Linked DNA regions of Mus musculus: all the other regions are linked to region 1. The links are chromatin contacts, called in public Hi-C, HiChIP or PLAC-seq and promoter capture Hi-C maps. All regions are on one chromosome and are shown on one strand. Each heading gives the region's core, a stretch centred on a gene start, on an enhancer-like site or on the middle of the called end of the contact. The rest is flanking DNA. Distances are from core to core; before and after follow the strand shown. Region 1 has its middle 26 kb from the start of 2610306M01Rik. Region 2 holds the start of Gfpt1 (glutamine fructose-6-phosphate transaminase 1). Region 3 overlaps Nfu1 (NFU1 iron-sulfur cluster scaffold). Region 4 overlaps Aak1 (AP2 associated kinase 1). Region 5 overlaps Aak1 (AP2 associated kinase 1).

The links. Hi-C and Micro-C count contacts between places; a contact is called where the count stands out from the background. HiChIP or PLAC-seq counts read pairs in DNA pulled down with a chosen protein or histone mark. Capture Hi-C pulls out chosen DNA fragments and counts their contacts.
Region 2: a contact with region 1 is called in an H3K4me3 HiChIP or PLAC-seq map of the 230-238 cell line, with 14 read pairs. The contact joins the promoter of Gfpt1 here to the enhancer-like site in region 1. A contact is called at or near these places in 3 of 39 promoter capture datasets (embryonic stem cells, neural stem cells and stem cell-derived epiblast-like cells), 1 of 15 datasets of contacts at CTCF or cohesin (large pre-B cells) and 8 of 115 datasets of contacts at active chromatin or transcription factors (the 230-238 cell line, effector CD8 T cells, embryonic limb bud and 3 more).
Region 3: a contact with region 1 is called in an H3K27ac HiChIP or PLAC-seq map of embryonic stem cells, with 2.7 times the contacts expected there. The contact joins two enhancer-like sites. A contact is called at or near these places in 10 of 39 promoter capture datasets (the 3T3-L1 cell line, 3T3-L1-derived adipocytes, the C10 cell line and 7 more), 28 of 484 Hi-C or Micro-C datasets (the AML12 cell line, B cells, the C2C12 cell line and 15 more) and 15 of 115 datasets of contacts at active chromatin or transcription factors (the 230-238 cell line, the HPC-7 cell line, T-cell acute lymphoblastic leukemia and 7 more).
Region 4: a Hi-C map of Sertoli cells shows a contact between it and region 1, with 2.3 times the contacts expected there. The contact joins two enhancer-like sites. A contact is called at or near these places in 1 of 15 datasets of contacts at CTCF or cohesin (large pre-B cells), 16 of 484 Hi-C or Micro-C datasets (the G1E-ER4 cell line, LSK cells, the P5424 cell line and 12 more), 2 of 115 datasets of contacts at active chromatin or transcription factors (bone marrow-derived macrophages and embryonic stem cells) and 2 of 9 other capture datasets (adipose tissue and pancreatic islet).
Region 5: a contact with region 1 is called in a promoter capture Hi-C map of pancreatic islet. The contact joins two enhancer-like sites. A contact is called at or near these places in 2 of 484 Hi-C or Micro-C datasets (bone marrow-derived macrophages and cortical neurons), 2 of 115 datasets of contacts at active chromatin or transcription factors (embryonic stem cells and large pre-B cells) and 3 of 9 other capture datasets (adipose tissue, liver and pancreatic islet).

The regions. Positions count from the first base shown.
Region 1 is chr6:86,819,809-86,826,123 of GRCm38.p6, reverse strand. No RefSeq gene overlaps it. Among named protein-coding and RNA genes, the nearest start is that of 2610306M01Rik, 26 kb to the left of the region's middle. Within about 2 kb of position 3,198, at least 154 of the 459 cell types and tissues checked have an H3K27ac peak or open chromatin away from gene starts, as enhancers often do. A contact at or near this core is called in the 230-238 cell line, Sertoli cells, effector CD8 T cells and 3 more, where this site is marked.
Region 2 is chr6:87,038,864-87,045,178 of GRCm38.p6, reverse strand. Gfpt1 (glutamine fructose-6-phosphate transaminase 1) reads right to left here and starts at 2,333. Exons shown (of 19, transcript NM_013528.3): 1 at 2,174-2,333. The coding sequence starts at 2,180.
Region 3 is chr6:87,019,650-87,025,964 of GRCm38.p6, reverse strand. Nfu1 (NFU1 iron-sulfur cluster scaffold) reads right to left here. Exons shown (of 8, transcript NM_020045.3): 5 at 5,126-5,246; 6 at 2,777-2,837; 7 at 305-479. Among named protein-coding and RNA genes, the nearest start is that of Nfu1, 13 kb to the right of the region's middle. Within about 2 kb of position 3,969, at least 8 of the 459 cell types and tissues checked have an H3K27ac peak or open chromatin away from gene starts, as enhancers often do. A contact at or near this core is called in embryonic stem cells and trophoblast stem cells, where this site is marked.
Region 4 is chr6:86,985,722-86,992,036 of GRCm38.p6, reverse strand. The region is part of intron 15 of Aak1 (AP2 associated kinase 1); the gene reads right to left. Among named protein-coding and RNA genes, the nearest start is that of Nfu1, 21 kb to the left of the region's middle. Within about 2 kb of position 2,291, at least 17 of the 459 cell types and tissues checked have an H3K27ac peak or open chromatin away from gene starts, as enhancers often do. A contact at or near this core is called in Sertoli cells, where this site is marked.
Region 5 is chr6:86,960,818-86,967,132 of GRCm38.p6, reverse strand. It overlaps Aak1 (AP2 associated kinase 1), which reads right to left. Exons shown (of 16, transcript NM_001378654.1): 13 at 2,908-3,137; 14 at 1,499-1,656. Among named protein-coding and RNA genes, the nearest start is that of Nfu1, 46 kb to the left of the region's middle. Within about 2 kb of position 2,997, at least 11 of the 459 cell types and tissues checked have an H3K27ac peak or open chromatin away from gene starts, as enhancers often do. A contact at or near this core is called in pancreatic islet, where this site is marked.

The sequences.
Region 1 (6,315 bases), core at 1,949-4,448:
AATACCTCTCTATAGGGGAAGGGAGCGCACCTGTCTCTTCCTCTCCTCTTTGTCTCTAGTTTTGTTGTTTGTTTGTTTGTTTGTGTGTGTGTGTGTTTGTTGAGATAGGGTCTTACTATGTAGCTGACTGTCTTAGAACTCGTAGATCAGGCTGGCTTTGAACTCAGAAATCCTCCTGTCTTGGCCTCTCAAGTACTGGCATAAAAGGTATACACTACCACACCAGGCTCATTTTATTTTTAAAGACAGGGTATTGCTATGTCACTTTTGCTGGCCTGAAACTTGCTATGTCGACCAGGTAGGCCTCCTGCTCACAGTAATCCCCCTGCCTCCACCCTCCCCATTCTGGAATCACAAGCTACCAAACTGGGCTCCTTCCCCTCTCCTTGTTCTTGTTCCTCATATTCCGCTGCATCTTCTTAGATGCACACTACCGGTTCAAGTGACATCATCGGTCAGCGGGATAGAGTGTTCCCAAATAACAGATGCGCCCAACTGACACAATGCTCCCAAACAACAGACAGGTGCTCCCAACCAACACAGTGCTCTCAACCAACACAATGCTCCTAACCTCTTCCACCTCATACACACTTCTCCCTTATCATAAATCCAAATTTTCAAAGACACCAATGTAATCTAAGAATTTTATAATAAACAGGCAATTGTCTTTAAAAAAAAAAAAAACTGTTCAAAGGATGGAGTAGCTTGGTGCTTGCCTGGCATGCCTGAGGCCTTGGGTTCCACATCTAGCACAAGGGAAGAGAGGGGGTGGGGTGGAATAAGTGTTCTAACACTACCAATAATGATGTAATTATGAAACCCAGTTATGGTTGTGTGGTTCTCTTTGGCTTTCGGGTATGTTATAATAATGAGATTATATTAACATCATCTAAGCAGTCCTTCCCTGCTCCCTCCAACTCCCTCCAACTCCAAATCTATGCTTCAGGACTTTTATTTCATTTTAATTTTGCGTTTAGCGATTGCTTTTTTTTTTAACTTTAACTTTATAATTGCATAAAAACATTTACAAGATCGAAAGTTAACTAAGCTGGGAATGATGGTGAATGTCTCTAACCCCAGGACTAGGAACTGTCTGTGGGAAGATCGTGAGTTCTGCAGCCAGCCTGGACCACACAGTGAAACCTTCCTTACTAAAATTCCAAAGTTAAATCTCCAGCACCAAATAGCTTCAGATGATGGGGCTTCTGGTGGCTTAACTGGGTGGATTTTTAGATGGAAGCCTCATGTATCCTAGGCTGACCTTGAACTCACAGAAGGATGCCTTTGAACCCCCAATCTGTCTGCCTCCACCCTTTGGGTGCTTGGGTTACAAGCATGCATCACCACATCCATGCGGAGCTAGGGATCAAACCCAGGGCTTTGAGTTGGTACGTAACTCTACCAACTGAGCTACATCCACAGAGTATGCGAGCAAGCGTGTGTGTGTGCGTGTGTGTGTGTGCGTGTGTGTGTGTGATGTAGGATGGGTAGAAGGGAGAGTCGAGTGTGCACTTAATTCAGAACACACTGGGTGACTGTTGTGGAGTGCTCTCCCAAGCATGTCAGCCTCCATCTACACCAGAGCATTGCATATGGCTTTGTGGCCTCAGAGGCACCAGGGTATGTAGAGTGTGGAAGGTTAATGAAGAGGGGACTCAGCTATGCAGCTTCAGGGAAGTTGTTGTCCATGCTGGGGTGAGGTTGTTTGTTTGTTTGTTTGTTTGTTTGTTTTTGGTACAGCTGCTCTGGGGTCACCCAGGCTCCTGTAAGTAACCTCTCACTATGCTCAGGAAGGACACCCAATATATCCATTGGTTCTCCTGGCTGGACCTTGGTGGGATTCAGCTTCAGTCTGTGGTGACCTATTTTGGAGCAGGTGTTTGTGTCTGCCCCACCCCCACCCCCAAAAGCTCACAGTTTTTGAGCTCTGCAAAAACAAAGCTTGGCAGTTGCCTCGTGCTAAGCCATCTCGTCTCTAAACTATCCGCATCCTTGCTCGAAGTAGCTAAATCTCCGAGAACATGCATCCCAACTGGAAGGACAGATCCTGTGGGGTCATGTACTGTGGCACAGTCCTTAGTGACTCCAGCACCCTGCCTGTATCTTCCCTGTGCCGCCTACATCCTGGCCACAGTCCCTGGTGACAGGAGAGGAAGGAAACAAAGCCAGCACAAACAGCCGAGTCAGTGGTTCCCTCAGCGTCTGGGAGAGCAGCCCTGGAGGGTGGGTCCCCACACAAGTGAGCTCGGAGTCAGTGAAGGGCAGAAGTGGGGAGCAAACGGGTCAGTGAGACTATGGACTCCTGTGTGGTGGTCACAACTGTCTGTAACTTGAGTTCCAGAGGAGCTGATGCACTCTTCTTGCTTCCTGGGGCTCCAGACACACACCTCGTATATATACATATATGCATACAGGCAAAACATTCATACACATAAATAATTTTTTAAAGCTATATAACCAGTTCAAGACCAGCCTAGGCTACATCAGATCCTGTTTTAAAAAGAAAATAAAATAAAACAAAATTAAGAGTTTCTTGATTGCCAAAGTTGTACATTAAACCAAGCAGCAGCCTCCTGAGGCTGAGCTGTGACGTTCCCATTCACACCCCTGGCTCATGTGGCTTGCAGAAAACAAGTGTGTCACTTAAACAGGGCCCCTTCCTCGACACCCACTTCTCCTGGGAAACTCTCCCACTTCTCCTGGGAAACTCTCTACCCATTGCAGGGATCCGATGTTTGTGTCCCCAAAGCAGACCCAGGTGGAGAGCTAATCCCCAGCGTCAAGTGTGAAGTTGAGGGGCTTCGGGATGTGATTCGGAGCCAAAGTGAAGGGGTAACAGCAGATCAGCGTGTGCTTGTAAGGAAGGCAGGGGGAGCAGCCCAGCCATAGTGGAAACCACAGACGGCCCCTAGAAAGCAGCGTGGGCCCCCAGTGCTCACCACAACCACAGTGTGTCCACACCTTGGGACCAGAACTGTGAACCGTAAATGTATGCATTTATAGATGGTCTAGCCTGTGACTTCTCTGCCAGAACTGCTAAACAGACTAAGCCCCCTGCCGGTCTGGGTAAACTCGACTTTATTCAGCGATGGATATAAACACGCACCAAATTTCAGGGGGCATATGTAGTGCAAACACCCAAGCGCATCCCAGCTCTTCCTATCCTGACAGGGTGGTGGCTGCACGGCCTGAGGGTGGTACCGCTGACTGTCCCAGCGGCGGCGTTAAATACTGCTATTCATTTGGTGCTGAGGCAGCAGTCCGCAGCTGAGTTGATTTCTCTCAGAACTGAAAAACAAACTCAGGTGGAAAATCTGGGCAAGCAATGTGATTTGCTATTTTTGGAGACGAGAAAGAAAAAGGAAGTCATTGAAATGGTGTAATGACAGTGTGGAACAGTGATCGTGAGTGTGGAAGTCCAGTGACTCCTATGTTCTTCCCAGGTGGTGGTGGGGATTAAATGGAAGCTACAGAGGGACAAGCAGACCACCCTGGGAGGGCTGATGCCCCGCCCCCACTCCCAGGGAGGGACGAATCCAACCTCAGCTAGCTCCCGGGCAGGGAAGGGTGTAAACTGGGAGTGGAGAGGAGGGTTCTTCGAAAGAATGACAGGCATCTCACCCCACTCCCTTTGCTGTGTGAGGCTGGTCATCTCCTCTGCTAGTGTCCTCCCACGCACGCGGCTTCTGAGCTGTCTTTCTCTTGTGGTGATTGTTATATAACACCCCCTCCCTCTCACACACACTGCAGTGCTGGGGTGCAGCCCAGGTCTGAGCACTGAGCTGAGTGAACCCCAAGTCCTTTTGCATCCTATTTTTACCATGCTGGTGTGATACCTGTTTTGTATTTCGCGTTCTGCTTTGTATCTGCAGTATTCTTGTGGCTGTTAGTTTTTTTACTCGTTGGTTGGTTGGTGTTTTGAGGTAGGGTTTCTCTGTAGTCCTGGGTATCCTGGAACTTGGAGATTCAGCTGCCTCTGCCTCCCGAGTGCTGGGATTAAAGGCATAGATCATCACTGCCTGGTGGTTTTTCACTCTTGTTGAAAATCTACAATATATATATATATATATATATATATATATATATATATATATATATTTATATATGCAAAAATACATGAAAAGTAGAGAGGTGGCCCAGGGACTTGTCCCCAAGCTTTGGTCCCAGCCTAAAATATTTGAAGGAAACCACAGGCCCCCTCATTTTTTCTGTTTTCAGTATATAGCTCTTTATTATTTATGTTTTAGAGTGTCTAGGCTGGACTGGAACTCACTCTGTGACCCAGACTGGCCCTGAACTCAAGGGCACTCTCCTGCCTCGGCCTCCTGAGTGCTGAGGCTGCAGGTGCGTGCCACCTTTCCCTCCTGTTTGTTTGTTTGTTGTGTTGTGTTGTTTTGTTTTGCTTTTTGAGGCAGGGTTTCTCTGTGCACTCCTGCCTGTCCAGGTCCTCCCTATGTAGACCAGGCCGGACTTGAACTTACTGAGACCTTCCTGCCTCTGCTTCCTAGGTTCTGGGATTAAAGGTGTGTGCCACCACCACCAAGATCTGTTTGACTTTTTTTTTTTTTTTTTTTGGCTAGTACTTTGTGAGTAATGGACAGGAGTCTTGTGTAGCCCAGGCTAGCCTCAAACTCCCTATGCAGTTGCGGATGACGTGGCATTCTGTATCCTCCTGCCTCTCTCTCCCACGAGCTGGGATAACAGGCCTGTGCCATTGCACCTGGGTCCCTTTTTCTTTCATATCTGCTTTTTTTTTTAAAGATTTATTATTTGTATTTTATATGAGTACACAGTAGCTGTCTTCAGACACACCAAAAGAAGGAATTGGATCCCCTTACAGATGGTTCTGAGCCACCATGTGGTTGCTGGGAATTGAACTCAGGATCTCCAGAAGATCAGTCAGTGCTCTTAACCACAGAGCCATCTCTCCAAACCCAAATTTTTATTTATTATTGTTCTGAGTGTGAGTTTGTGTGGGGTTCCACATGCAGGTCAGGGGACAACTTTATAGTCAGTTTCCCCCGCCCATCTTTATTTGGGTTTCTGGGATTGGATTCGGACCCCCAGGCTTGGGCTGCAAGCAACTTTATCTGCTGACATCTTACCCTCACCTTGAGTTTTCATTTCAGATCTAGACTCCACGTGAGAGAAAATGGACCACTTCTAGCTTGCTTAGTGTGGTTTTCTCGGTTTTGTGCACTTCCCTGTAGATCCTACAGATGGCGCACTCTCGCTCCTTCCAACTGACTACTACTCCCTTGGGTGTTCATGCCACATTTTTCTCTGTCCATCATCCATTAATGGGAGCCTGGCTGGTTCCACATCTTGGCATTGTGAACAGTGGAACAGTAGCCATGGGTGGGGAATCGATGTGTGCTGTGCTTATGTGGACTCTTTGGGTGTGGACCGGGGGTGGTAGAGTAGGAATTTGAATATCAGACTTTTACAAAGTTATCTATTAAGTCCTGAATAATAACCCAGATGTTTGCCCTGTTCACTGGCCATTCATCAATACTCATACACAGTGTAGTATGCCTGCCTTAGGTAACAACGGGCCAGCTCCAAGGACACCTCTGACAGCGGCCAATGACCACTCCATACACTGCTATAGGAATCCCTTTTGTGTGGGCTACTCTCTTTGTGGCACTAAAATCCCTGTCTCTCACTCAGCCCAGTGGTAACTGCTCTCTCACTAGTCTTCAGGAGCCCTCAAGAATCACTTTAGAATAAGAAATGAAATTTTTAAATGTTTTTTATAGGATGAAGCTATGTGCATCTACCTACAGACTTAACTTACTCAAAGTCTGCTGTTTGATCAGCAGACTTCCTGTCCCCTTTCTTCTTGGTCTTGGCTCTCCCTCCACCCTGAGCCCATGGTCTCTGCCACTTCGCATCCACAGGGCACACAGGCTCTCCTCCCGAGTTGTAACGGCATGCCTGCCTCATTAAGATGATCTTCTCAGGTCACTGGGCTTAGAACCAGGGCAGCAGCATACGTGAGTGCATACCTGTGAGGCAGCTCCCCAGAAAGGGACACTGCAACCTTGGGACTAGTACTTCAGAGTTCTGTGAACCTGCCCCAGTTTAAGGCAGTGCTGGAACCATGGCCCAAAGCTTTGGGATGATCTGTTATGTAATTAACCAACTTCACTATGAAGTAGCATTAAAACCACGCAACATCCAGGCAAGCTAGTAAGATGGTACCAAACTCTGCCTGCCTTTCTGTCTGTCAGTCAGTCTGTCAGTCTGTCTTTCTCCCTTCCTTTCTCCCCCCCCCCCCACTCTTCTCTCTTCCCCTAACCCTTTCCCCCTTTC
Region 2 (6,315 bases), core at 1,084-3,583, 220 kb before region 1:
CAGTGTAATAGCTGCCTTGCACTAGCAGCCACTCTGACTAACAGTTCCTCCTTTCTTATCTGAGCTTCATGAACTACATCCGATTCCTTTTTCTTTTTGTTTTATAGTATACAAATACTTTTCTTCCTGGTACAAGATGAGGAAATAACCTGCAACCAGAATGCCAGGTACTTGCCTAGGTACATAACTCATCACTCCAACATAGTTTAACTAGCTGGGTGTGGTGGCAGAGTCCTGCCATCCCAGCCCTTGGGGGCAGAAGGAGGATCAGGAGTTCAAGGTTATTCCCAGCTACAGAGTGAGTTCAAAGCCAACCCAGGCTAGTGAGAGTCAGTCTCAAAGAAAGAGAGAAAACCGTTAACTACCAAACACAGCAAACTAGTAACTAACCAGCTTGAAAATTCACTACTCACAATTTGAAACTAATTTATGAATGTTTTGTAAAACCAATCTATTAAACAGTAAAAGTATAATTAATTATGAAGTCAACTCTAATCCAGTAATTCCATGATGTTTAGAATTCTAAAATCTAGAATCTCTAAGCTTAAGCCTGCTCTTCATTTTCAGAAGGCGAAACGATTAAACACAGGAAAACACACACTGAGGACAACCTACCCCTTCCCGAGTTCTTACAAGTGAAAGACTACAAAGAATGTTTCTCACACAGCTACAAGTCTTACAATACCTCTTTCTAAAATGTGTTCTTTCTTGGGAACCAGGCACAGTGGCTCATGCCTAGAATCTCAGCACTCACGAGGCTGAAGGAGAACTGGGATCTAGACCTGCTTGAGAGACAGCGTGGGACACTATTTCTAAGAAACAAACGCTCTTTAGTCTAGTGGTCATTGTCGGTTTTAAAAGGAAAGGTAAAAATATAACTTTTTAAATACTACTAATGGCTCATTCCCATTTTACAATATTATTAGTGGTATCATATATAATTCTCATGGTATCTTTTAGTAACACTTTTTGATAATGGGGGGCGGGGGTGAGGGGTAAGACAGAGTTTCTCTGTGTAACTGTGCTCCAGCTGTCTTGGAACCAGGTTGTACTCAAAATCACTGATTTCCACCTGCCTCTGTCTCCTGAGGGCTAGGATTAAAGGCGTTGTACCACCACCGCCCAGCTAAATAAGAAGCCTTAAAATATGGAATAAAAGAGCCTGTTTTTTTTAATGGTTGTAGTAAAGACATATGTTAAACAGGTGTACATGCATGATGTGGGATCTTTAGCCAGGACTACTACTCTCTCTTCCAACAAGATCAGCTCTGAGCCCATTTCATCAAGTTATTGATTTAGTAATGGTTCCTGTTGAGAGACTTAAGAGTGGCAGAAGTCATGTGGGGTATCACTGTCAGTGCGTTGGCTTGAGTTCTCGCAGGCCTGCCTAAAATAAAGTGACTAGAATTAAGTATTTTTAAGACTGCAAGATAAGTAAATTCAAGAAATGCTACCAGCCAGGAGTGGTCATTCATACTTATAATCACAACACTTGGAAGGCTGAGACAGGGCAATGTGAATTACAGGCCAACCTGGGCTACCAAGTGGGACCCAGTTACAAAGAGACAGAAAAAGGGGATTTGGGGGGTGTGGCTAAGGGAAAGAGTACTCACTCACTTGACAAGCTGCCTTTATGAGTTTAACCCCCAGTACCACACAGCATGTTCACAGGTCGCCTCACTCACCTGGTGGACCTTCCCCTAGGCATCCCTCCATACTTGGTCTCACTTTGAGCCTCACAGCTCTTCTAAGGTAGGTATTCATCTATCCTCTGAGCTCTATGCAAAGGTGCCCCTTGAACGCTCTGATACCCTCCCTGGCCCACCCCACCCCCAATCCTCTAGCCCCTTTAAGTAGCCTCTGACTCCTAGGGCCCCCACAATCTCCTCTGCCGGTCCCTCTTAAGCACACTAGCTCCGGCCGCCCCTTCAACACCGGAATCCCCATCTTAGAGTCCCTGCCTCACGGACAGCAGCCTTTCTCCCCAGAGACCCTTCTCCTTCCAGATCCCGGCTCCCCTCAGGACCCTCAATCTCCTCGGGATGCCCGCTCCACAAGCCCCCCTTCTCTTCAGGACCCCAGCCCCAAGGCCGCTCTGTTGACACGCGCTGTCCACCTCTGGCTTCACTGCGCGGGCCCTGCGGCCACCACACACCCCCATCGCTGCCCTTACCGCACATGATGTTGGTCACGGGCGAGGGCTGAGCTGTCGGGCGCGCGGAGAGCTTCAGAAGCGAGGGTGAGCTCGGGCCGGGGTGGTGGCAATGAGAGGACTCTGGGATGCGACAGCTCAGACCCGACAGTCCGACTCAGCGCTCGCTTCGCTCTCAACTGCCGCCCCGCCCCCCCCGGCCACGCGCGCCGCCGCGGCTCTCCCATTGGGCCGCGCCCGCGCCGCTCACGCGCAGGCATCGCCCGCCCAGCGCGCAGACGCAGAGCTGCGGGTAGCGACGTGGCAGGGGCTCGACCAGCATCCGCTTTAGGTTCCTGGAGCCGCCCGCTGAGGGCGAGCCGAGCCTCGGAGGAGGAGGAGGAAGGGAATGTTTACACAGCAGTTTGTGTGTTTCAAGGGGAACGGGAAGGAGGGAGACAGAGAGAAAAGCTGTAGGGCAGGAGGGAGAGCCTGGGACAGACGTGTCAGTGTGCAGAGCCACGGTGGCCGGAACTGCGCTGCTGGCGCAGAGGTGCGGGAGCCTGCAGGACGCCCTCGGGCAGCCATTCCGGTGACGACCTGAGCTGTAGGCAAGGTGCTCAGCGCCCCACTCCCTGCCTTCCTCACTGTTCTCTGCCTAAGGTACCACTAGTCAGTAGTCCCAGCACTGCGCCTGCGCTCAGGGAAGCTGTGGGCACGTTGTACTCGGGATCGCTCTTGTCGCGAATGAACTCTCCGTTGAGAAAAGAGGAGTTAGCGGGGCGTTCCCTTTCAGAAGGTTTAAATAATACCTTGGAGCAAAAGTAGCTGGTTATCAGCCCGCACTTGATAGCTCTAACGGAAATGAATGAGTAGGGCCCACAGAAGCACTCTCAGCCAGAATCCCCTTCCTACTGCTCCAGCATTCAAAACTGCACGCCAGGGTTATTCTACAGAGTCCCACATCACATCCTTGCCACTTTTAAGTGTGACATCTTTAGGTCTCCCCAAGATGGTTTTAACATCTCATCCTTTGATCTGTCTCATACAATAACAGACTTCTTTGGTTTTTTGTTTTTTGTTTTGTTTTTTGTTTGTTTGTTTGTTTTGAGACAGGGTTTCTCTGTGTAGCCCTGGCTGTCCTGGAACTCACTCTGTAGACCAGGCTGGCCTCGAACTCAGAAATCCGCCTGCCTCTGCCTCCCGAGTGCTGGGATTAAAGGCGTGCGCCACCACGCCCGGCTATAACAGACTTCTGTATTAAAGGTGGTTTTTTTCCTCTCCCCACTAAACTGTTAAGTTCCTTTATGATAGAGTGAGATTTTTTTGTTTGTTTGTTTGGTTGGCTTTTTTTTTTTTTAATAACCAACACTTGCCTAGTCATAGACCAGAGCAATACGTGGCAAATTAAAACTGTTCTGGTGGCTGGAAAGAGTGATAAAAGCCTTATAGGCTTGTCCTAAGCTCTTTGTATGTGCAAGGAAGCAAAGGCTTTTCAGTTTTTTTATCGCCTATCTCAAATAGAGGCTAGAAAAAGTAATCAAGGAAGTATTTCTCATCTAAAAGGCTCTTCATTATTCCAAGCCATTACACAGGTCCCTAGATTACGTTGGCAGAGCTAACACAGTGACATGTTCCTTAGAGGACCTCTTAGAGACCCTCCCCTGGAAGGCGACTTGAATGATACTGCACAAGAACCGAAGTGTGGTTCTGGTGCCTTGCCTCCCTTGTTTGCTGGCAGCAAACCTGTCGATGCCACAAAGGAAATGGCAGTAGTACCAGCAAAGTGTTTCAGCTACAGTACTTTGTTCAGCTGTGCCTACCGACTCACAGTTCCTTATCTTACCCATCTCCGTTCTGCTGCTGTCTGGGTAGGTGCTCAGCACCAGCTGAAAGGAAACTTTAAAGGCCAATGCTCTCCAGCCCAGCCTTGAACAAGCTCACTAAACCACCATACAAAGAATGCTTTGTAACCATGTGCCAGCTCAGACACTGCCCCTCCTCTGTGTAGAGCTCTGCCTTCTCTGGGCCTGTAAAAATAAACCCAGAGGAGAAAATAAATGCTGTGTGAAGGAAAGAGGCCATCTGAGCCTAATTTGAACATCTGAGAACACGGTTTTTTTGTTTTGTTTTGTTTTCTCCTAACCAGCAACACTGAACAAATTTAAGGAGGGAGAGTCTCTGTCTTAATTAGGGCTTCTATTGCTGCAACAAAACATGGTGACCAAAAGCAAGCTGGGGAGGAGAGGGTTTATTTGGCTTATACTTTCACACTGTAGTCAATCACTGAAGGAAGCCACACAGGAACTCATACAGGACAGGGGCCTGGAGTCAGAAGCTAATGCAGAGGCCATGGTGGGATGCTGCTTACTGTCTTGCTCTGCACGGCTTGCACAGTCTGTTTCTTATAGAACCCAGGACTATCATCCTGGGGATGGCACCACCCGCCATGAGCTGGGCCCGGGCCCTCTCCAATCAATCACTAAGTAAGAAAATGCCTTGCAGCTGGATCTTATGGAGACATTTTTCTCAAACGAGTCTCCCTCCTTTCAGGCAATTCTAGCTTGTGTCAAGTTGATATAAGGCTAGCCAGCTAGTCCTTGCTTTAAGACTTTTTGACCTTCCTCATCTCTGTGATTTTTGTTTCCTGTAAGTGTCACAGCTCTGAAAGTAAACTCTTCCCTTACAGAGGTATTACAGCTCTGCTCTGCCTGTGGGGGGAAGGCTCCCCCAACCCCAGTGGAACAGCTCTGATCCTTCAGTCAAAGTGTTTCAGTTCTGCTCCAGCAGGGGGAGGTTTCCCCCCAAAAAAGTGTTACAGCTCTGCTTAGAGAGGTCTCCTGGCATTCCAGAGCCAAGGATACCATACAGTCACACTGCACAACAAACTTCACACGAGAGATGTATGGGGTGCAGGGAAGGGCGGGGAGTGACCCAGGAGGGCAAGAAGCAGCAGAGAACTGAGCAGAAGAGAGGTTTATAGAGGATTGGGGGGATGGGGGGGGGATGGGGGGAGTGCGGGGGGGGGGGGGATTCCAGAGTGGCCAGGGGTTGATGGGATTCTGTTTCTTGGCCCTGGTCTTGGGGTCAAGTCTGGGTCAAGGTGTTTTTCTTTGTCCTTTTACCTACATTCCCCTTATCCAAATTCTAATAAATAGCAATGAAAGTATTGTGTAAAATGAAATAGAGGTGCTAGGATACATATGTTTGAAATTTGAAGGAGTTTTGTAGTAAATCTTACCCAGTGGGTAGGAAAGATAGTGGTAAATAGGGAAGGAGAGACAGCCTGAGGCCTGTGAGAAGAAAAAATCGAAAATCTGAAGGCTGAGGCAGGGTAGGGAGTTTAAAGTCATCCTTGAGAGCAAAGAGACTTCCAGGCCAGCCAAGCCCCTGTCTCAGAAGACACACCGGGCTGGAGAGACCGCTCAGGGGTTTAGAACACATGCTGTCCTTCTGAAGGACCAGGGTTCAGTTTCTAGCTCCCAAATAAGGTGGCTCGCTGTGACTGTAGCTCCTGAAATGGAAATTTCTGGTTTCTTTAACAACTCAGTTGTGTCTCATGACGTTTTTTCCGGAAGCCATCTTGTGAGAGAGGGCATGGACTGTTTTGCTGAAAACAGACACTTGAGAGGGGACATGATGTTTAGAAAGAATATAAATAGAACCCCACAGACAGTGAGAGGATGCTCTAGCTTTGCTCCACCAGGCAACACGTCACTGCTCTTCATTTCCTAGAGGGAAATAAACCAAAGAACTCGTGGTGCCCAGCTGCTCCTGGCCGCCTCTTTCGGCCGCTTCCACTGCCTCCTGCAGATCAGGCAGAGCCTTGCTGTTGCTGCTGGATCTGCTGCTGCTACTGATTCATGTTTGGTGGTTGCTATTGAATTGGGCTGTTGGTATCCTGATAACAAAGAGTGGGATCACCCCCAAAGAACTACTTCAAAACAGGTCCACAACTTCCTTTTCCCAATTAACCTTCTTTTTCCACTTACCTCTAGAAGTAGTGAACTAGAAAGAAGGTGGGCTAGGAGGAGGGTTGGAGTGTTTAAGAACCCTAAATAAAGCAGGTTTTGAAAAATCTAAGCGTACAAACTCCAAGGGATACAACACCTGCTCCTGGCTTCCATAAGCACCTGCATGCATGAACAAGTTCTCTCTCTCTCTCTCTCTCTCTCTCTCTCTCT
Region 3 (6,315 bases), core at 2,720-5,219, 200 kb before region 1:
CAGCACTTGGGAGGCAGGAGTTCAAGGTCATCCTCAGCTACTTGGGGAATTGGAGGTCACCTTGAGCCCCAGGAAACCTATCTTAAAGTACAACAATGGTGGTAGAGATGGAGCAGGGGAGGAGTAAGAATGGGCAGATCATGTGAGCACCTCCTCTTATTCTCATCTATAGTCCCATCGTGCACAGAGCTTTGAATACTTCCATGACATCTACAGTGGGAACTCAACCACCCATGGAGTTTCCCAAGTAAATGGACTTGGTCCTCTCATCCTGTGATACCCAGCCCGTCACGATGCTGCCTACCTGCTCCACACCTTCCACTTCTGGAATATAAAACTGCAGCATGTTCTGAATCCCGCTCTTCAGGGTGATGATGGAGCTGGGGCAGCTGGTGCAGGAGCCCTGGAGCTTCAGCCGCACGATGCCATCTTCAAAGCCCCTGTAGATCACGTCGCCCCCATCCTCCTGCACAGTTGGCCTGAGCCCACAGGACAATCAGAACACATTAATACAACAGACGCCTTCAATGACAAAGATTAAGACGGTTCATTGGGGTGTGTGTGTGTCACACGCATGTGGTTCACTGATTGGTTTTGTGAGCAGGCAGAGTCCAGAAGACAACTTCAAGGGCTATTCTAGGTACTGTTTATCTTACTTTTTGAGACAGGGTCTCTCACTGAACACAGGACTGCCAGGGCTCTGCAGAGAAACCCTGTCTCGAAAAAAAGAAATACATAAACAAAAATAATAAAATTTAAAACTCTCTTTCCTATTTTTGTGCTTTGTTAGACAGAGGTATTAATTTCCTCTCATACCTATGAGATATTAGTGCCCCTTCTCACCTGTCAAATATTCCTCATTTATTTTGAATCTGTGCTCTTAGATGGTTAGACTATACTCCTGGTGTGTGGCGCGTCCACAGCTGTCAGTCAGCACGCTGTGCTCTGGTGTCTGTGCAGGTTCAGGGGCTCTCAGGATAAGACTGAATGCTTTGCAGCTCTCCAGCTTTGTTTTTTCTTCAGTGTTTCTATCTTTGTACTTAAGTTGTGAATCCCTGATAAGGAACGTGGAGTTGGGTTTCCCATATTCTGACAAGTTCGGCCTTTGCTAGCCATTCTATGTGCCATTAAATCACCTGCCAAATCCTGCATAATGTTTACTGTTTCCAATCTGTATCCTTTTGCACAGAACAAGGGCGCTTTGTCCTCTTGCCTTCTGCACAGCTGTTCATTATAGACTGTTTTACAGATCAGTCACTGCCCACTTGACTTCCACCTCTCTCAAACAAGGCCGATCCGAAGGCTTCTGCTCACACTCCCTTCCACTGGACACATATCTTACTTCTGTGCCTTACGTTACCGCCCCAGACACTCACGTGCTCTGTTCACTCCCGACTCCTTCTTTCTGTGTGCTTCCACATAGCTTCTTCACCACTGCTCTATATTCTAGTGTGACACACTCTGTCACCTGGGTCACATCTCACTGAAATTAATCTAATGAGTTCTTCATTTATTATATTTTTGTTCCATAAAACTCTTAGATTCATGTTCTTGCAGGAATTCATCTTTTCATTTATTTTATCTAATATTTTGTTTTGTTTTTCAAGACAGGGTTTCTCTGTGTAGCTCTGGCTATCCTGGAACTCACTCTGTAGACTACACTGGCCTTGAACTCACAGAGATCTGCCTGCCTTTGCCTCCCTAGTGCTGGAATTAAAGGTGTGTGCCACCACCACCTGGCTACTTAGCCAGACTCTTACTATTAAATATCTAAGTTGTTTCTTTAAATAACTAAAGAAGAATACATTTTCTTTAAAAATCTGGACTTAAGGGCTGGAGAGATGGTTTAGCAGTTAACTAACTGTTCTTTCAGAAGTCCTGAGTTCAATATTGTTCCAGCAACCACATGGTGGCTCACAACCATCTGTAATGAGATCAGATGCCCTCTTCTGGTGTGTCTAAAGACAGCTACACTCTACTCATATAAATAATTTTTTTTTATTATTGGGTATTTATTTCATTTACATTTCCAATGCTATCCCAAAAACCCCCCACACCCTCCCACACCCACTCCCCCACCCACCCACTCCCACCTCTTGGCCCTGGCGTTCCCCTGTACTGAGGCATATAAAGTCTGCACGACCAATGGGCCTCTCTTTCCACTGATGGCCGGCCAGGCCATCTTCTGATACATATGCAGCTAGAGACACTCATATAAATAATTAATAAATAAAAATTTTAAAAAATCTGGACTCAATGGTCTGCAGTGAGGAAAGTGGAGACAGGCTGTCCACTAGTCTTGTGTTTATTCCTGTTGTTTGTCTGCTTGCTTTGCTTTTGAGGCACCGTCTCACTGTGTGTACCAGGCTAGCCTCAAAACTCACAGAGATCCGCCTACCTGTTTCTATAGGGACTAAAGGAGAGTGTCGCCAAGCCTAGCTTCTGTCTTTCCTCTGTTTGTGGCAGTTGCCACATGGGTGCTACTCTCGTCACAATCCTCACAGATATGATCCTAAAAAGACTGTGAGGAGAATCCCTCTTGCCTCTCTCCGTGTGGACTGCTGCAAAGCAGACTGGGCACTGAGGCACAGCTCTCTTTACGTTTAACTGCAATGATGACCTATGCTGGTTTACAGTGATGATGGATCTGGAGCCCTGCTCCGATCTCCTGATGAAAGCTTGCTGCTTTAATGAGAACGGTCTCTGCAGCACTAGATTTCAGGGCGTGGGGCATGGTATGCAGCGTGGCGTGGGGTGGGAGGATGCTAATACCTACCTTATTCTAGTATCTAGCAGTTCTTTAATCATTGCCACGACTTCGTCATCTTCCTCAGAGCCTAGAAAAAAAAATCATAAGAAAACCAAGAGTAACAACTTTGAAGTCATATAAGCATAAAACAGGAAGGTTTTGACATAAAAGCATAGTCAAGCATAGTGGCACTCAAGTAGACAGAGAAAGGTCACAGTCCAAGGGCAGCCTGGTCTACATAGGAAGTTCCAGGCTGGGTAGATTTAGCAAGACCTTGTTTCAAAACCCAAAACAAAAGAAAAAAAGCCATAGAAAAATACCACCCTCCTAGCTGCAATCCTTCAGCTAGAAGGCCTTCCCCCTCACACAGGGCTTGGAGGTGGGTCCCTGGGGAAAAAGCTAGCCAGTGACAGAATATTTGGTATTGTCCTCTCAACAGCCCATTACCAGCTTTCTATGTGTAAATGTTGTCCTTCCAAATCTGTCCAAAAGATGACTATCTGGAATTATCGTGTTAAAAAGCAAGCTGCCTGGGAAGGAAGGAAGTCGTGCAACCCTCATCTCTGCAAAGGACAAAGAGATGGGAGGGACAGGAGCTGTCCTGCTGCTGGTCAGATCAGATTGGAGTGTGGCTTATTGAAGCATATGGAGTTGGCAGCTGAGCTGGGCTGAGACAGACAGAAGGACCAGGGTGAGGGGACAGGCCCAGGGGAAGGAGGCTGGAGGTGACGAGCTGGAGCAGTAGGGCGGATGCAGTGCGGGAAGCGGGGTTAAGCTGGTTCCCCCCAAAAAAACCTGCAATGTACTACATACAGTTTGCATTCTTAATACTCCCTTTAAAAATGGGTCTAAAGCAGCTATAGAAGAACTAACACTGTTTCTTGACACCTTCTCCAGAAAAAGTTAACATCTGTTGAATCTAAGTGAAAGCAACTTTGTGCCTTATTTATGGTGGTTCTGAATTCTCAGAATTTTTCATAATTAAAAATTTTAATTTTGTATAATATATTCAATGTCCATACAAATTTTAAAAATTGAGAAAACAGTATTATGAAGCTCTGTATGAAATTTTGTCTCATGTAAAATTGGTTCCAGAGCCAAATGCATTCAATGACAAAAGTGAATCCATTGCCCTGGGCTGTCTCCAGAACTAGACAGTAAGCTCCTCCTGCTGACGCTCTGGTCACAAGACATAGAACAAAAGCTGGGACTAACACAAAGTCCTCACCTGCAGGCCAGCTCACAGCCAGAAGGCACTGCGCAGGCAGCTGGGAGAGAACTGGGTCAACCCTCTGGCTCCGCGCGGCCCCGTGCGCCGCACCACTGACCAGACCGGGAAAACACTGCTCACCGCCTGCTCTAACAGTGGCAAGCCCCATGTCGGGTAACCGAGTGCTTTCTGATTGGAACTGAGGCCAGCTCCACTGGAAGGAAGTTATATCTGCTATTGAACCTGGTCAAAAACTTGTGGCGAGGAGGTCATAGACCCTTATGGGAAAGCTACAACTGTTTTATTAAATAGACATAATGTGCTCGCCAAGTTTCTTTTTAAATGACCACATTTATGCCCACAGATTAGTACTGCTATCTGGTTTGGTCAGAGTAGCTCTTCATGCAGTAGGTGTCAAAGTGCTGAGCCTAAGTGACTGTGGAATGCTCAGCCCTAAGTGGGACAGCCTTACCTGCAAGACTGAGACCATCAAGGAGTATTGGGGGAGGGGCAGAAGGACTGTAAGAGCTGTGGAATACCATCTGCCTGTTCTTCTAGAGGACCTGGGTTTGGTTCCCAGCACCCACATGGTGGCTTGCAATTAACTGTAATTCTAGTTTTCAGGGGATCTGATGCCCTCTCCTGGCCTCCAGCGGGACCACACACACACACACACACACACACACACACGCACGCACACGCACACGCAAGTGAAACACCCTGGAATGGGGAAGGAGGCTCTCATGAGGCCCCACCCTCACCAGGGACCTACACAAAGTTAGTGCTGGGGAGGAAGGATATCAGCTACGGTGGTGTGTCCACTGGTAAGGTGCCAGTGCTTCTGTCAGCAGCACTAGCAGGCCTCATGTAAGCCTCTCACAGAGGAAGCAGCAGGAGATGGAGGTGGGGTTGGTGGAAAGAGGGAGAGGATCATCAGGCGTGAGGGAGACAAGGAGGAGCAATAGACGTGCTTACGATCGAAACACATTATATACATGTATAAAAGGCCTTAACTGAACCCATAATGTCGTATAATTAATATGTTCATAGCTCTAATAAAAACATTTTAAAAGTCTGTATTCTGTCACTTGGCATCCAGGTGAATGGGAATGAGGTAGGAAGTCAATAAAGACTGGACAAGCATGGACAGACCAACACAGCGCTACCTGCTTCTCCCGGAGGCGGAGGCGTCTCCTCGGTCACTAGGGGTAAGCCAGATGCAAAGAAGTCCATAATTGTGGCATAAATGTCTGGTTTCAGTAAATTCCAGTCTAACTCTTCATTCTCCTGTAATCACATTGAAGAAGCATGTTGCATTTCCAGCCAAGTACAGGACAAATCCAGATTCCCACCTTTTTTTTTTTTTTTTCATTTTGAGACAGGGTCTCACGTGCAGCTCTGACTGCCTGGAACTCACTACATACATTCAACTAGCCATTCAACTGGCAGAGAGAGATCCGTGCTCCTGCCTCCTGAGTGCCGGGATTAGAGGTGTGCGAACTATGCAAATACACACACGTATCTGAAACTCATCACATGTGCACATGTGTCAAAAGAATGACTAGTACATACCCTTTCAGAGAGACCATGTGCACTGTGGCGTCTGACAGAGCACACAGGCAATTTGTTCATAATGTTTACTCGATTCCTTTTTCATCCATCAGCCCACAGAAAGAATTAGTAAAAATACAACTCAGGGGCAGGCAAGATGGCTCCGTGGGTAAAAGCACTTGCTACCAAGTCTGGCAACCCACGTTCAATGCCCACATGGTGGGAGGAGAGAGAACTAACTGCCTCTTGTAAGTTGTCTTCTGATCTATGGATGCCTGAACACAAACACACACACACAAAATAATACATGGAATTAAAACATTTAAAATTTTAAAAATTGTATAAAAGATAAATTTGATTCCAGTAACCTGGAAGCTGCTAAGGTTGTGTCCTGCCATGGGCAGCCCTGTGATCCCAGGCACTGTGCTCAGTGTGCTGAGGCTCGAGTATCTCACCTGAGTTGCTGAGGCTACTGGAGGACAGTTACACCTGGAGCACAATTAACTGCAGCTAGAAAAGCCCTTTGCTAACTTGACAAATGTGGTAGACATCATTTTTAATGTACAGATTTATTTTATTTTATGTGCATGAATGCTCTGTCTGATGTACCCCCATGTGCCATGTGTGTGGCTGATGTCAGAACAAGACATTGGGTCCATTGGAATCGGAGGCATAGATGGTGGTGAGCTGCCACTTGGTGCTGGAAATCTAAACTGGGTTCTCTGCCAGGGCAGACAGTGCTCTTAACTGCTGAGCTGTTTCTCCAGCCCCTCACCTGAGATTTTTAATACCACGTGTCATTAAA
Region 4 (6,315 bases), core at 1,042-3,541, 170 kb before region 1:
CCGTGATGGGCTTCACTCCCCAGGGTAGTCATAACTCACTGAACCTCAGGACATCTTGCACAGCTGCTCACACTTTTGTCCACTGGTATTTGCAGTCTTTAAGTAATGTGCTCAAGTCCTTTCGTAGGAATAGAAAAGCTACCTTAAGCTATTTACACATCTGAACATCATGCACTTTTTGAACAGATAAAAGCTTTATTCCTCTGTATGTTTACATAAGAAATTTGTTTACAGACTTATTTTATACAATACTTGCAAAGCAGTATTCATTTTTCACATTTTACTGCACAAGATAGCTTCATTACATCACTTTGCTTAGCTTCCCTGGGGAAGACAAGTTAAAGACCTAAGGTAAGAATCCATCCATGTGATAAAGGCTTGAACAACAGGGCAGAGGAGAATACCCACAGATAGTGAATTCAGGACACTGCAGCATAGTGAGAAGCAACGAAGGACTTCCCTCCTACCAACCTTTGGGAACTCTGCGTAAGGTGACATTACCCAGGCAGCCAACAGGCCTCAACCCTCCTCTTTAGAGAAAGGAAACCCAGGGGAAACTACATAGGATATCTCTGTTAAAGACTTTGAAATGGAGGCCAACTGGGACTCATTCAGTTCACAAAAGCCAAGGACATCCAACTTGGTAACCATTATTATCATGGAAAGAAACGGTCTAATTTTGCACTGGTAAAATGGTCTCTAGAGAGGGCTATGAATCAGCTTGCAGTATCTGAAGTGTCTCACTCAACAACCTCACTGTAACCCTTACGTCAGCAGCCTCTCAACTGCTGAAGTGTTCTGGGCGATGCTGTCATTCCCTAGACTCTCCATGTCAGGGGCAGCAGACTGTGATCAACTTACAGAGCAGGAAGGTAGAGACTGTCAGATGCCTGCCAGAGAAGCCTTGGCACAGTGACTTTAGCTTGGCCCAAGGGGTCTACAGCATTCTTTTTTTCAGCTGAGCATGGACCCCCAGCCCCATCTCCAAGGTCTCCTTACTCCCACAGTACTGCTGAAGACAGAACTGATCGCCTGGGGGAAGGCTATGTTGGTCTGCATCAAAATAAACTTATCAGGAGGAGCATAGGAAATGAGAATTGCAAACCACAAAGACATCAAATTTTCAATGATCAATAATCTAAGTTCTAGAATTCTGATCTGATCAGGAAGAGCCAAGTCCAACACAAAATGTAAGTGACAACCTCTTTCAGGGATTATCTTTAAATACTCCAAGACCAGGGGACTGCAAACTGTGATGGTGAGATCCCTCTTGGCTATGAAGTCTTCTTTAGAAATTGCCTGTGGCTTTCTGTGTCTTGAGCAGTAACTGCTCTTCATCTCACCCAGTGGTTTCTGGAATAGTTCAATATTACTCAAAGGCAGAGGTGTGGGGAAAACAGGATCGAATATGCTGTGAGCGAGGCTACTGGGGAAATGCAACAACATCCTTGCTATCATATCTGGTGATGTTATGTCTAAGAACAAGAGTTTAAACAACTCACATGCCACTGGCCTGTCTAGGGTCACCATTCACTTCCCAAGCAAAACCAGATGCTTCTGGAGGGAACATTCAACCACATGAAACATTTCTGATGTCTACTTCAGAAATCATTGTAACAATTATAATACTACTACTTAGAGGTGATCATTTAAAAATATCTTCTTTGAGGACCATATTTTTAGAAACTTTAGAAATTAAGTTTGGTTTTCTAGGGGGAAAATACCAATTTGTGATACTTTCTGGTACAGTAATTACTTCCACTCATCAGAGAGAAGATTAAAAAAATGCATATAGTATTTGCCCATATTTTAACAACAAATCCCTGATTATACAGATTGAAATAATAGAAATCTCTGGATTCTGTTTAACTGCAATAGGTAAGGTTGTGTGTACTTAATATTACAGAAGGAAAATCTATCTCCAAGCTTTTAATGATGTGGGCTTTTATCAGGCAACCAGCAAGTAGCAATAAGGTTAGTAACTGCTCATTCTAACCCTGTGAGTAAATGCTGCAGAAAGCTGGAGGAATGGCAAGAGCATAGAAGCTACCCGAAGGACATCTGGATTGTACGATCCTTCATAGTCCTTCTAAACACAACGAAGCAGCACAATGATGCTACACTTCTGCTGTCTCACAAAGCACCTATCCACATTAATTCTGTGTACAGCCAACGGCAGCTCTGAGGAGTAAAATGTTCAAGGTCACAAGCCAGGGTCTGGCTGAGGTCCCAGAAGCCTGAGCTGCCCTGGCCCCCTCTCTCACCAACCTGCCTTCACCAGCTCAGCGTACACCAGTGAGACAAAGTAAATGGGCTACTGAACAGGCATGCAGTGCCTCTTACAGTTCAGTCTTGTTCCATGCAGCTCCAGTTGCCACACATCACGCTCTTCTTAGGTCCCTCCCTCAGCTTAGGGTGATACTGCTCTAAGGAAGGCTACGCTAAGTCCTTAGAATGTATTCCTCAACAGAAAAACAGCCCTGCCTGCCGAAGGCTTATTCCTGAAGAACCAGCCCAGGTCTCTTGCTGTCTCACCCAGGCTTTAACCATCTTCCTTAGCAATAGTCTGTGAATTTTCATTAGTGTCTCTATTAAGCTTTATTGAGCCAAATGACTACACAATATATCTCAATATAATTATGCTTGACACAAGGAAGAATGGTTTAGAGACACTTAACCTAATTTCTAGACTGCACTCTTCATAGCTGCAATTAAACTGGGAAAGTAGACATTTCATTATATTGCTAACCTTTGTATGAGAAAAAAAACAAATATGAAAACACAGACCTAAAACATTATCCTTATTTAAAAATAAACATTTCCTTCATTAGTTTATACATTCTTTCTATGTCCAGGAAAGAGGACACAACCATTTCCTGTCCACCAAGGGGTTAACCAAGTCCTGCTTCCCTTAGCCCACATGTGGAGAGCTCTTCGTGATATCTCCATCCTTGCTGCACACCGTATCTCGCTCACTTGTGGAAACCATCTCTTCTAGCAGAAGCCTTTCCTCAGCTCATCTAGGTTCAGTTGGCACAGGAAGTATTAAAGTCAGAAGGAAGACTGAGTGTCCCCTCTTCCTGCTGTCACATTGCTGGAGACAACGGTGGCCCTCCAGAGGGCAGTGTCTGCAGGATCGCGCTGCTGCTGGTTCCCCACCACTTAAAGTGCAATATGAGCAAGAAAAAAACAGCATCATAGTAGTAGAGAACAAGCCATGGGATTTGGGATTTTATTTGTACAGCTCTGATGAACTCTTCCAACCCTAGGGGATGGCACTCAAGGAAGGGAGCTCTCTGTGCCTGCTCCTCTTCTAAAGGGTGATTTTTACAAAAGTGCTCTCCACACACCTCGATGTAAGTACACAGAGGGTGTCCAGGAGGCACGTTGTAGGGCAAGTGCAGGGCCTTTATTTAACTCTATGAACAACAGGCTAAGGTTAGTGAAGAACTATTCTTTGTTTGATCTTTGATATCTAGGAAGCCAAGGAAAGCCAACTGCACATATTCCATCAGCTTCAGCCTTCAACTTAAACACCAGCGAAAGGTAAGCAGCCAGCCAAACTGTGCCCAGCACACTTATTTCTGATGATCTGAAAATAAACAACATGCTTGGGTAGAGAGAGAGAGGCCTGCTGAAAGCTTTGAGCAAGACATAAACTCTACTTAAGATAAGCACTCCAGGACTGCTATATGGGTACACACGGGAAAGAGATCAAAGCCTGTACAGGCACCTGATGCCAGACTTGAAATGCCAAGTGGAAACACAACTAGTCAGCATCTTCATTTATACACAATTTACAATATTTGATTCAAAATAAAAAAATCACAAGAAAAATACATCTGTTTCTGCTACAATTCCTTCCCTTCCCCTCCACCCCCCAAGAAAAGTCTTCTAGTAAAAGGTAGCATGTTCCCACCACTGTCTCGTTTTGGTCTAATTCTGAGATCCCAGCTTGGGCCAGGTAACATGGAAGGATGGCAATGCTTGGTGTTTATATCACATACACATTTATTCAAGGATCTCAAATGCTTGCAGTCACACCTCCAGATTTGAGAAACCACGATTCAATGGAAGCCAGATAGCTAGACAAACACCGAGAAGGTTGCATGGGGTGCAAGATCCCTTGGCTCAGTCTATTATCAAACAAGATTAAAGTTGGCTGGATAGAGCTGAGCCCACTTTCTCTTCACAAACACATCCTATTGGTTTTGCCCTGTTTAAACTGCACACCTGACTCCAGACTTCTGCCTGGAGGTAAGACCAGCCATAGCTGCCATGTCCTCATGATACTGCATCAGGATAAAAAGCAAGAATGGACACATATTCATCAGCATCTGGGAGACGGGCTATAGGACTGACATGGGGGCCATTCCTAGCAAGAATGAGACAAAAGTGTCCATCACAGGCTGAGTGACAGTCAAGCTTCTGTGAGTGGATTCCAGCAGAGGTGAAGCTCAGGGCACTTAGCGCTTGAGTTAAGATAATGCTATTGAAGATGGGGAATGAGGAAACACAGCAAACTAACAAGAGGAGCCGGCCAAGGAATGGATCTGGAGGGTCAGAGATTTTTCTTTCCTTATCATTTCTATAGGAGAAGGCAAGGGGTAGGAGAAAGGAGCTTGAGGGCCCCTTATTTGCAGATTTAAAAAAAAATCATTTTTTTCTCATAACTCCGTAATGAAAATGTGTATTACGGCATGAAGGTTACAGAACTGTGTCTGCTCCTGGCTCACGGCTACAGGTCTATGAGCTGATCCACCAGCAGCAAAGACCTGGCTAGGTTGGGAAGACTGGACTCAGAGCTCCCACTGCTGTTCCTAGAGTGCCCACCTGGAAGCGGAAAGACAGGATTCAGTACAAAACAGAGGGTTAGGGTTAGATGTGCAGAGCAAGTGAAGGAGAAAAAGGAAAACAAAGAAACCCAGAGAAGGAACATCTCATATTTAAAAGTCTTACATGTTGATTTCTAAATATAACCACCGCGCTACCACCTCCCACCGAAAGCTCACTCCATGCACACCACACTAGGGGCAGCACACTGCAGAGATGCTGCTGGTTCCAAACCAACATTTTTGCCCAAGAAGTTCTGGCTGCCATGCTAGCCTACTACCAATAGACAGCCATCTCTTTCACTAAGTAAAAATTAACTTACTTTAGGGAAAATTAGCTATTAGGATATTGCAATATGAACATGCTTTTCAAAATAAATAAGTGGTATGTTTTGGTGTTTTATGCATGCTCACATGACTCAAAGAAGAAAAGAGATGTTCCATAATGTTGACAGATGCAGCCAACACCAAAATGCCACCATTTAGCTCTCTGGTCAGAATCTGTATCTATCACATATTTTTCTAATTATGATAAAAATATTCAACACTTCTGACATAGACCTTCCGGCTTCTACTAACCAGTAAGACTTTCTTTTTGGCTTGACATTCCATAAAAACTAAGTCTTCTCTAAGTAAATCCAAGTCAGTGAGGTTTAAGCTACAGAGCTCTGCATCTCCACCTGCCTCACATGCTGGTCCAGCCTACACTGACTGCCATCATCCGATGTCTTTCACCAAACGGTGATGCTCCCATTCACCATGCAGGCTAGGGACGTTGCTTTGATGAGAACTGATGTCAAGCTTTCTCTTTTCTCCAGCCTCTTTCTTACCTTGTGTGTTTTTGGTAATTAGTACAGGAATAGGGTCAAACTCATCTTCTGCCACCTTTTCGGAGCCCTCAGCAACACCAAAACCTGAGATGAGATTGCTATCTTCTGCAGCTTAATACAGAATGCAAGCACACAAGCAGAAACAACAGAGGAAGAGATTAGCAAATGAGAGAACAGGAAGGAAGCACCAAGCCTTCAACCATGAACAACCCTATACTTAAAGGTAAAAGCACTTATGATTGTGAATTGAAATAAAAGTAGGAAACTGGAAAACACAGGTGTATAGGAGTAAAAGCTGTAGGATTTACAATGTTAAAGTTTCATATGTAATTAAGAGTTCTCCATTGTGTAGAGATCGAATAGCTGGGAAGAATCTCTGCAGTGTTGATGTCTTTACTGAACCAACAGAGGCCTGGCTAACAACACTTGAAACACTCAAAGCCCGGGGAAGGAGGAACTGTAGAGGCTGGGGCACGGTTCAGTGGCATTGTGTGCCTTAGTAAGTGCAAGGCCCTGAGTAAGAACCCAGGACCCAAAAACAACAATGGAAGAAAATTAACCAATATGTACAAGGCAATTAAAGGCCCAAAGTTCCTGTTCTTTGAAAAAAAGACTTTAAATAACTCCGAATGCTGGGTCATAGAAGCACACGC
Region 5 (6,315 bases), core at 1,748-4,247, 140 kb before region 1:
GGGAGGTGTGAGGTATTGTTCCACTGACGGTGGAACAACAGTGATACAGACTGGAAATCACAAATAGACACAAAGGTTTATTAACAAGTCCCTGGGCAGGAGAGATGAGACAGTTCATCCTACTGTGCTTCCAGAAGTTCAATTCCCAGCACCTGTATCAGGCAGCTCACAGCTTCGTGTAACTCAAGCTCCAGGGCATCTGACACATCTGGCTCCCACAGGCCTGCAACTCATGTGCACATAGCCACATATGGACATGCACATACATATAATTTAAACATAAAAACCCCCAAGGACTCATTAATTAGACACAAACATACTAATTTTCAATAATGCAGGAAGAAACTTCTGTTTACATAACAGGATAAGAAGCGTCAGAGATAACAATGAAAATGACTTGTCAAAGAATGTCAAATCCTGTGCCGTGTTCTATTTAAAAAGGCTGAACCAACCTGGCCTGGTCTACAACTTTAATCCCAGCATTTGGAAGGGAGAGAGGCAAGTGGATCTCTGTGCATTTAAGGCCAACCTGGTCTACACACAGGTTCTAGAGCAGCCAGGGCTGTACAGTGAGATTCTGTCTCAAAATGAAATAAAATTAAATGGTAGGAAATTATGTATTTAAAACACCACTGAAATGCAGTGGTTCTCAACATTCCTAACGCTGCAACCCTTTAATACAGTTCCACATGTTGTGGTGGTGACTCCAATCATAAAATTATTTTTGTTGCTACATCATAACTGCAATTTTTATACTCTTATAACTCATAGTGTAAACATCTGATATGCGATTCCTGTGGAAGGGTTGTTTGGCCCCCAGAGGTTTGAGAAGCGCTGTGGTTAGTCAGGTAAAGCAGTTCCTATATTCACTGGTCTGATCACTCTTTTGCTCTGTGCTTTGAGTGCATGAAGGATGTATCCAACTGAACAGTGGAGAGACTTCCCAGGTGCCTGTGTGTTATGTGTATATCTGCCTATGTCTGTGTGGATGTCTGTATATCTTGCCTTCCAAATTAGGCTATGGCTATTTTGGATAGAACCTCATTTTTTTTTATTGAAAGAAGCTCCTTTTTATGATGAGTCAACAACAACACAGACCTGTGATCAGGACTCGCATCCTGTGAGGCACACCTCAACCACTATTTCTAGAGCAAGCCCCTGAGGATGAGGGCGACAGTCACCATTCTCCAAGCAATCCACTACTCAGTTACCACAATTATCCCAGGTTATGCTACTACATCTTTCCAAAGTTTCTCCTTCTATGATTGCACACTCCCTGCTGTTGCTCACAGTTGGTCAGCATTTAAGAAAAAAAAAAAAAAATCAGTGCTCCAGCAAAAATGAAAATCAGTCTGCAGACCCCCAACCCAGTCCTCTTCAAGATGGTCCGTGCTGACCTTTCCCAAGCATATCCCTCTACAGCTAAGACACAGACACATTCAAGTTCATCCTCAGCTGACTTGCAGCCAAGAAGCACAGGAAAGCCTCAGCAGCTCACCTTCCCCAAGCTTGGCAAAGTCCTTGTTTAGCAGCTCTTCAGCTGTGAGTTTGGAGAAGTTGTCGTCATCAAAAGGATTCCATGTGGAGCCTTCTGAAGCATTGGAGACATTCTGCTGTGAAGTCCGTGGAGAGCCTGAGGGAGTGGTGGTTGCAGACCTGGGAAGGTTGGCACCCCAAGGGTGAAGGGAAAGAAAGTTAAGCAAAGCAGAAGGGCCCAAATGATTTTCTTTCATTATGGTATCAGTTCTTTTCTCAGTTAAACCACAATTTCCAGTGTTTTCCTAAAGGACTTCCCACAGAAACTGGAAAGTTTAGTCTTTACAAATGCTGTCTCCTTCACTTCAGCTCTCAGGAAATCTTGCAGCTTGCCTGTCTTTTGCAAAACCCTTGAGGTTAGGGTCTACAGCAACCTATGCTGAGGCCTGTGTGTCAAGCATAACAAACCCCCTTTCTTGGCTGCCTCTGAACGTTCAGGATCCAGGCAGTACTTAAGCTTTCATCCCATGTTCAGAATGTTGTTTAATGGCAGAAGCATTCTATCACTAAACAAACACATGCCACTACTTTATATGTTTAGATGACCTACTTTTCTTTCAGTCTTTCTTCACTTAAATATGATTAATCGTAGATAACATGGTTTCAAGGAAGCTATGGGTGAAAAATTACACTGATTTCACAGTGGTCAATAAGACTGACTGTACCTGAAGCAGAGAACCAGCAACCTATCAGGTTCATAAAGGTTGGCCAAATGCACAAAATTCATGATCAAACAGTGTGATATATGCTTTTAAGAAGAAAAGACCCTAGACAAAGTACTGCAGGAGAGGAAAGGACAACACCTCACACAAACCTAAGGAGCCAAAGCATATTCCCAGCCGGGCGTGGTGGTGCACGCCTTTAATCCCAGCACTCGGGAGGCAGAGGCAGGCGGATTTCTGAGTTCGAGGCCAGGCTGGTCTACAGAGCGAGTTCCAGGACAGCCAGGGCTACACAGAGAGACCCTGTCTCGAAAAAAACAAACAAAAAACAAAAACAAAAAAACCAAAACCAAACAAACAAAAAAATCATGTTCCCTCTGGGAGAGGAGAAGCAGCAGCTCCAAAGGTCACAAAGAGCCAAGTCACCTGTGCAGACAATGCTTGCTGAGACAGCGCCTTCTAAGTGCTGGGTGTCCAAAGTGTAATCGTCAGTACAGGGAGAATTAAGACACAGCATAGACCAGATGGGGAATGGAAACTGAGTCTTAGGGTCTGTAGAGTGCACACACTGGGGAAAAGCTCATGATCTCTTACTAAATACAGACATCCACTGGCATGTGCTTACTGTCACACCGCCACAAGCTTATGCAAAGAATCCTATGGTAGTAACCCAGAGCAGACCTTGTCCACATGATAAGAACAAACATACTTAGATTTATTGAGACTGGCCTCAGCTGCAGCTGCCTGGAGCAGCTGGGTTGATTTGCTGGCAGGAACCCCAAAGACTGCACTGTGGGTTACATCACTGAGAATCCGTCTGTGCCCAGCACGTTGGGTTTTGGGTGATGATGGAGGAGTGAGAGATCCAACTTTCTGTCCCTGGATGGTTGGAGGTGGAGTGGTCTGAACTTTTGGCTGTTGTCTCACTGGGGCTTGAATCTGCTAGGGAGAGAAAAATGCAGAGCTTCATTATGGGGGAAAAAAAAAGAGGAGAAAGAAATGGAAAAGAAAAGCAAATCAACCCCCAGGTATAATAACACTCCATTTGCTCATATAACATTTGAAAGGCTAAGGTTACCAAAGCCAGAAAGAAAACCAAGGCAACAGCCACCTGAGCTGCAACAGAGACTGACACCACCAAGGCCTTGCCTGGTTCTTACACAGACTCAGTCTCCCTTAACTTAATAGACACATCAACTGGATGTAATATTCCTACCAGCCCAAGACCACAGAAGCTATTCTCAGTCCTAAAGACCCGGAAGGCATCTTAAAGAACTGATGAGAACAAACAGTCCCTCACCGAGGATGCTTACACAGGACAGGCAATAGACTCTGCCTTCTATTGCAGCTAGAAGACAAGACACACCCCAGCCAAGATGCTTTGGAGCAGAGTAGTTTCTGCTGAGAGTTTGGATTCCCTCCTATACTGAGTAGAGTGAGTCAGACAATCTCAGAGTAAAACATGGAAGCTCTTTTTTTTTTTTTTCTTTTTGATGTTGTTAAAGGTCTTCATTTCACTGGTGGGATGGATCCACAACAAACTATTTTGTTTCAACCCAATGGCAAAAGTGCAGCATAGTTTAGTGGGATTTGCTTGCTCCAATCTTCATTAAGAAAATGGCACTGAAGATCAGCAGAAAATCCCGGGAGACAGAAAAAAAAACCTTAATGATGCCTGAGTTAACTGAAGGATGCTTGAGAAGTGGCCCACAGAACAATAAACAAGTATCAATGTAATTGTGACCATGTAAGTGGTCCCTAGCATAAACCACCTGTTATCAAGCTAAGTAATTTTAAAACCATTCAGAAAGCCGTGTAAGCCCTTTCCTTAGTTTTGATAATCTGAAAATAAAAATGAGCAGATACTGAATCCCTCAGGGCTTTAACTATCCCTTCCCTCCAATCCGTCCACTCATGTGAGAGCTGCCTCTCTACATTGAAGCTCAGTTTTTATGTTGTGTTGCTGAAGCAGACAAACAGAATTTAAGAAAGCAGGACATGATCTTAATGAGTTAGGATGCTTACAGCAGGGGAGACTGTCCTCCTGCTGTCCTCAGGAGATGGGATGGTTTTTGAGGCACACCATTTACCTGTTCTGTATGCCAACCACTCCATCAACAAGACGAATGACAGCAGATCTATAAGGTTCTACTGTCAACCAAACTGATCCAGGAAGGGTAACACAGACCAGTAGGAGCAGAGAGCTGCAACAAAAGAGCCATCTGAAGCCCCTGCCAGTATCTACAGGGGTCAACCATGGACCGGCTTGTCTCATTGGAAAGGGTACATATCAGCTACAATGGACTCTGTGAAGAAGTAGCTACACTCTTTAGAGAACACTGTTACTACTCTTACCTGTCCTCCATGTGAGCACACATAACAGAACCTTTAGTAGGAGGATTCCTCCTCTGACAGATGAGCAAAGATCCACTGAGCCACATCCAAGACAGCAAGAGCTGATCACCTCCAATCAGAAACCCTGAAATCCTTAAGGCTCTGAAAATCAACACTTCTGAGCACTGACATGATACCACATGTGAAAAATTCATGTAGCAGGTTACAGCCAAAAAGCAAAATATAATACACAATTATTTCACTGCACAAACACCTAGGAAATAAATTAATTCTGTGTGTAGATTTGTATTTCATCCTCAAAATATCTACTTATGAATACAAGGATGTCAAACTCTAAGGTACTTTTGGTCCTATGCACTTGGACAAGGAACACTCAACCAGTAATACATAGCAGCTCCACCCACCAGTTGCTCCTATAGCAACCCTTCAGGGCAGGTTTTATGGGCACTAGAATCAGAGAAAACAAGTGGAAATGGACCCTACAGAATAAATTCCAGCATCCTCACTGTGGAGAGAGAGAGGATCTTCAGTACATTGAGACTGACAGGCCAACCAAGGTCATAAGACCATATGGACATAGAGCCTAGCATGTCTCCTCCTCCATAGCCAGAATTAGAAAAGGGCAGGAGAGTCAAGAAATCACGGAGGTGACATACACCTTTAGTCTGTGCTTAGGAGGCAGAGACAGGCAGATCTCTATAAATTCAAAGCAAAATGGTCTACATAGCCAGTTCCAGGCCAACCTGGACCACACAGTAAGACTCAGTCTCAAAATTTAAAAATTAAATTAAAAAATTTTAAAAGGGGGTAGGAAGTAGGAGTATATCATAGGAGAAAGTAGGAAGATAAGAGTCTGCTGTCTATTTTGTTAAAAGCTTTAAAAAAAATATTGTTTTTGGTTTTTTTTGGTTTTTTTTTTTTTTTTTTTTTTTTTTGAGACAGGGTTTCTCTGTATAGCCCTGGCTGTCCTGGAACTCACTCTGTAGACCAGGCTGGCCTCAAACTCAGAAATCGGCCTGCCTCTGCCTCCCAAGCGCTGGGATTAAAGGTGTGCACCACCACCGCCTGGCTGTGTGCGCACACACGTGCATGTGTTTGTGCGTATCTGTGTGCGTGTGTACCTGCAGATGAGCACAGGTACCCAAGGAGATCAGGGGCCTGGGATCCTTTTGGAGCTGAAGTTTTAGACACCTTCCCAACACAGGTGTGGGGAACTGAAACTATGGCTTCTCCAGGAGCAGCGAGCTGTGTCAACACTACCTTGTGGTATGTTTTTGTATGCCTGTACTGGCCACCAAGAGAGGACAGTTTTCCTTGCCAAACCTGCTTCTTGTTCACTTGCTTACTTCTCTAGATGAGCTCTACCACGAGTAAGCAGGATAGAGCAGGTCCAAGCTGGACATCTTTCTGGCTCCTGCTAAGCAGCTGGCTTCCACCTTGTGTCCCTATACCCAGGGCACAGAGCTCAGTGTTGGCTCATCCAGGACCCACAAGAAGCATAAGGGTTCACTCCCAAGACAGTAGACACTTTGCCTGGGAAAAGCAGAAACCTCTTAAGAAGTGTCTTCCATGGTGATGGAACATCTCACCACCGCAGAGAAGCATCTGCTATTACCATCCCCAAACACAGCTCCAATCTGTAATGGGATCTGATGCCCTCTTCTGGTGTGTCTGAAGACAGCAACAGTGTACTCACATACATAAAATAAAAAACAAAACAATACAAAAAAGAAAAAAAAAAAAACACTGCCAAACACAGCTC